Regions from separate parts of the Danio rerio genome. Here region 1 is linked to region 2. Evidence: chromatin contacts called from public Micro-C data. All regions are on one chromosome and are shown on one strand. Each heading gives the region's core, a stretch centred on a gene start, on an enhancer-like site or on the middle of the called end of the contact. The rest is flanking DNA. Distances are from core to core; before and after follow the strand shown.

Region 1 (2,894 bases), core at 9-2,508, 180 kb before region 2:
GTTCTCTTGAGTTTAACTGAACAATCACCTCTAACTGATGACTAGCGCCAGACAGAATCTGCAGACAGTTTTTCTATTTCTGCGAAGAATTTTGCAAAATCTGCAGATTTATGCTGAATGATTTTGGGAGTTTCATAACTAAAACGTAATATATAAAATAAAAAATAATACATTTTTACTTTTATATAATGTTTACAATGCAAAATCAATTAGATAAACTTATTTGGTAAACAAAGCAAGTCTCATATAATATATCTATTAAAAGACAGACAATAATTTACAAACTGTATTGTAAATAAATCATATGAACATTTTCGCATTACTATTATTATATCACAATAATATTAGTGAAATTAATTTCAAAATTGAATAAATATCAGTTTACACAAGTAAATGAATAGACTCCATGATGAGCTAAAAATCTGCAGATTTCTGTGTGCGCAGATTCCTTGTGGACCTACTGATGACCTAGTCTGTCTTATATTGTCCTTGCAGACAATCACACATTGTTTGAGAGGTGCTGGTGCAAGATCATTCAATATTTTATACACTAAACACACGTCAGCATAAAATAAGAAATTGTCGAATGTTATGTTGTTCAATACAGCTGCAGTAAAGATAGCTCATTGGCTTTTTAACTCAATTTTGTACAGTTTGTTTAGATATTATACAATGGGTTTTAATGTTGTAATGTTTGTGTGAGACCAGCTTGTAGCACAATAAAAGATAAATGAGGGACAATCGTTGTATTCATGAAAAGTTTAGTGGCAGCCATAATTCTATTTCTAATAAACCACACAATACTGTTTTAAAGTTAAAAAGACAGACCATTATGTTTTTACAAAAATACAACAAATTAATCTATTGCAAAGGCTATAAAATAATTTTTCAAATGATATTTTTAGCTGTTTTTAATGTTAAAATATTAGTTTGTTATGTTGTTATGTCTTTGTCAGTTTGCACTGTTTGACCCTGTATGACTGATGACTTTCTCTTTGTTTTAGATGACTTATTTCTCTTAAAGAAGGAGCGCTGTGTGAGCAGGATGACAGAGTATGATCACACATCTCTGTGGAATCTGCGCATGTTTAGCGCACTGTAGTGCCAGGGGAGCACTGATTACAACAGAAATGTGACACTCCCGCCTTCCTCTGCTTCACTGAGGAATGGATTAATGTCAAAGACTTCATCCTTCCTAAAGGTTCCATCTTGACGATGCAAAACTGTGGCTGGTGAAGATCTCCCTGCCTCTCAGAAATGCCCAGACGGGGGCTTCCTCTGCAGGGGCGGGCACGCTGGCTTCTCCTGGGTGTTTTCCTGTTGGTGATACTGCTTCTCTTTGCTTATCTGCTGGAGTGCACACCGCCTGCAGACGTGAGCCAGGTGCTCCCAGGTCTGGCAGGAGATCCGTATGGAAAAGAGTATTACCAAGCCCTCTTACAGGAGCAGGAAGAGCGCCATCTCAGCCGAGCGGCCAGCCTGAAGAGGCAGATCGCACAGCTCAAACAAGAGCTCCAGGAGATGAGCGAGAAGCTGCGGGTGCTTCAAGAGAAGAAGGAGGGTCCCGGGCCGCAGAGTCTGAACGATGGCAGGGATCAAGAGCCAGGTGATCTCCTGGAGTATCTGCATTCACAGATCGACAAGGCCGAGGTGAACACTGGAGCCAGGCTGCCCAGTGAATATGCGCTGGTTCCCTTTGAGAGCTTCACCACCACTAAAGTGTACCAGCTGGAGATGGGTTTGACTCGCCATCCTGAGGAGAAACCTGTGAGGAAGGACCGGAGGGATGAGCTGGTGGAGGTGATCGAAGCTGGTTTGGATATTATTAATAACCCTGAGGAAGACGATGGACAGGAGGACAACATTCCTATGCAGAGGCAGACCTTCACTGAAAGCCAATTTTTTGAAGGTGAGAGCCGCACAGATGAAGTATGTGCTATCCCTGGTCAACAAATCTGTCTGTCTGTCTGTCTGTCTGTCTATCTATCTATCATATGAACAAAATAAAAAGTCTGCCGTTTCATAATTATGCTCTAGTGTTTATATCGTGGTGTCACTAAATACGTTCTCAAAGGTGCTGTTATTTAAAAAACATGCTAAGTCAACATGTTTATTTTTTTTAGCCCATCCAATGTTACTTTAGTCAATTATATTTCAGCATGACGGGTTGCTCTGGTGGAAAACAGTACATTTCACTCATTTATTTAAAATGGCTCTCAAAGCACAAGCCTCCAAAATGAGATGCAGATTCAGAGTTCTACATGACGTGGTTATTAATTAGCAAATAATATAATTTTTTTAATTTATTTATTTGACATGGACATCACAATTACACTGGACAACCAAATGCATTTGTTTAAGTGTTTTAGCAAACTTGCTAATTTTCAACACCTGTCCACAGGAGGCTTAAAATTGACAAAATAGAAATATAATAGAACATACACAACATTACAATTCTTTACATAAAATTACTGCAGGCAAAAGCAAAGACGACATGATCCAACCAACTTACAGTAGACTATTTGTGCAAACACTGCTGTTTTATTTTTACCTACTTTTTAAGAGCACTACTAAAAATATTTAGATTACTTTCTGATTTAAAGCTAACCAGTAACTCATTCCACAGTTTGGCTCCCTTTACAGAGAAGACAGATTGACCAATCGAGGTCTTACACTTTGGCACTAGACAGTCACCGTTAGCAGTTGCCCGTGTAACTCTGTGGGAGGTTTGATGCCGATTGATTAGCTTATAAAACAGGATTGGAACATGATTATTTAAACATTTAAAAAACATTTTAAGATAACTAAATTGAATAAAACTATCAAAATTAAATGGGTTATGTTTACATAAAACATCACAATGATGCCATCGCATAGGCTTTAAGTCCATAATT
Region 2 (2,951 bases), core at 6-2,505:
CACGTTTTTACGCAGCGGATGCCCTTCCAGCCGCAACCCATCTCTGGGAAACAAAGTTCTTAATTATTTATGAAAAATTATATTTTAATATTCAATTCCTTACATCAGAAAAAAAGTCATTAAAACAATGACAATATAATGCCAATGTCTGCTAACATAGTGAGGGAATTTTGTGCAATCAAAAATTAATTATGGAAACTAGCTCAATATTTATGCAGATGGACATACATTTTATTTTATTTATGTGTATTTTCAGATACAACTGTCTAGAAAATTTACCATGGTTTTACTATGCTAATGGTATTTGTAGTAAAAATTAAAAATGGCTATTACTGCGGTCAAGTTACAGCGCTCAGCAGTACAACCCTTTACAAATCTCTTTTAAATTCATATTTTTAATAGGAAGCTATGCAATACTACATTTGTGCATATACATTAGATTAGTTAGTACTGAAGCCAAATGTGGAGCTAATCTAACAAAATAACCTATGATAATGGTCCAAAACCTAGTTCAGCCAAATTTGTTACAGAAAAATATTAAATACAAAATTGAAAAAAAGGGGGAAAACAAAAGCAAAAATAAAATAAAAACTTTGTTGAAATATTGTAGGTTAAAAATTATTATTATTATTTTTTTGCAATATTTTGCTTGAACTTAATTGTATTATCTTTTAATTTCTAAATATGTTTGGTGGCTAAAATATTACTTAAAAAACATATCTATTTAATAAATCTGTTCTGTTTAAATGCACAAAAAAATTATATATATATATATATATATATATATATAGAGAGAGAGAGAGAGAGAGAGAGAGAGAGAGAGAGAGATAGATTCACTGAGAAATGGAGAAAAATATTGATTTTCAAAAGGGGTTGTACTCAATTATGCTGAGCACTGTACAACACGTTCAGATACAATCATGTTTCTTTTTTGTAAGGAAAGTCACAGATCAAACAGTGCAACATTTTCTCTAATTTCCATTGCATTACTTACCTTTTCCGAGGCATTTTGGAGATGAAGCCATTGTAGTGGTCGAAGTGTTCTCTTGCAGAAGAGTCGTACTGTTGAAATAAACAATCGAATCGAAACAAACATGAGCGCGTTTTGCGGATAAGGATTTAAAGAAGAATGTGTTACATAACGCACTGAAAGGAGGAGAGGAAAATACTTTCGAGACTATTATGCCAAACATTTTGCTAAAATCAAGCAAGCTTTCATTCGATGACAGCTTACCTGTTGATCCCTGTCAACCGTGAAGCTGAGAGGAGTGGAAGTGAAGTTTTTATAGAAGGAAAGGTGTGGCTGAAGAGTTATGACTCCTCCTCTCACATACAAACATCCATGTTACTTTCAAAATAAAGCACTGCTAGTCTACAAAATTAGTTCGTTACGTGTAGGAAAAGGTCTTTACTAAGGCATTGACAGTTATCTCGTATTAATTGTACAACAACTAGACAAACAACTCAGAAGTCTATACATCCTGGTGCGCGGTTTTACTGTACACCCTTCTGAATTTTGCCGTGTCATTTTACATGTACTGTGTCAACAATAGCTACTGTATCATGTGTGGTACTGCCAACATGACACTGCGCGGCTCCAAGATTACTTTTGTAGCTTTAACGTTACATTGTTCTTTCAGGAACTGTATCGTAGGCTAATACTTGTAATATGTATTATATTGTGACCAAGTTTCTTGCTAATTTTGTGTTCAAAACATTTTTCAAATACTTTCCAAAAATGCATGATCAATGCAACTATAAAAATCACTTTAATAAAATGTGTTTCTTCTTTATTATTAGACTATTTTATATTCAGTTTGTGAAAAAATCAAGATGTTAAATACAATTGAAATGATTAAATTATTCGTTATTTAATATATTTTACATTTATTTTTTGCTTTGTAATGTTTAATAAAGTCATAATTTGTATATTGTTTTGATAATTGATAATTTCAAAGTAGCTTTTCAAAGCCTTTTAGTTTAGTATATGTTTGACATCATATTAAATATTAATTAATTACAAAAGCATTAACCACTAAAAATAATTGTAAATTATGCAGGAATTCAGACTGGCCATTAAAAAAGTCATTCTATTTACACATTGACATATATATGTTACAATTTATTATTAAAAATGATTACATAATTGAGACAACAGTGTCATCTAAATTTTTGCAAAAGAGAGTAATATGGGACACCACCTGTCAAAAAGTTTGGTTGACTGTAGCCACGCCCCTGTTAGGTGAAACATCCGGTTGAAGTCCCGTCCCTTTTTAATATAAAATTAATAATTCCGGTAATAAGATTCTTATCAGTTTAATTAAAATAATAATTCCGGTAATTAAATTATAATTCCGGTAGATTCTTATCAGTTTAATTTAGTTATTATTAATTACTGTAATTCGATTCTTATCAAACTATTTATGATATAATTCTGGTAATTGTAATCTTAAATTAAAATTAAATATTATAATATTATTCAATAGATTTTATAATCAAATAAAAAAGATATATAGACCATTATTAAAACCATATTTTAATTATTGTAATAAATTATATTATATTTTAATTATTGCAATAAACTATATTATAATTATATACACTAATATATCATATTATATTATATTACATTATATACTAATATATTATATTATATCATAATTAATACGCTATTAGTATCTCTCCTGTGATCTTGCCTGTGCTCTGGTATGAACATACTGACTCCATGTGTGTGTGCCATGTATGTGTGTGTGTGTTGGTAATTTGAAAGGCGGTTGAAGGCTGCTTGTTAAAGACAACATATTTCCTATATGTTGTTACAAAATATTTCCTATGTGGTGTTAGGAAATAAGGTAAAATTGTTGACCATTAGACAACAACCAGGCAGATGCTACAGAAATGATGACTTAATGTATGTCCTATTGCTAAATAATGTTGAGAAATTGCTGACA

Evidence for each region. Hi-C and Micro-C count contacts between places; a contact is called where the count stands out from the background.
Region 1: a Micro-C map of caudal fin shows a contact between it and region 2, with 5 times the contacts expected there. The contact joins the promoter of csgalnact2 here to the promoter of gsto2 in region 2. A contact is called at or near these places in 1 of 18 Hi-C or Micro-C datasets (caudal fin) and 1 of 4 datasets of contacts at active chromatin or transcription factors (embryo).

Annotation. Positions count from the first base shown.
Region 1 is chr13:28,797,770-28,800,663 of GRCz12tu, reverse strand. csgalnact2 (chondroitin sulfate N-acetylgalactosaminyltransferase 2) reads left to right here and starts at 1,258. Exons shown (of 7, transcript NM_001126397.1): 1 at 1,258-1,909. The coding sequence starts at 1,258.
Region 2 is chr13:28,613,075-28,616,025 of GRCz12tu, reverse strand. It overlaps gsto2 (glutathione S-transferase omega 2), which reads right to left and starts at 1,255. Exons shown (of 7, transcript NM_001007372.1): 1 at 1,235-1,255; 2 at 995-1,062. The coding sequence starts at 1,025.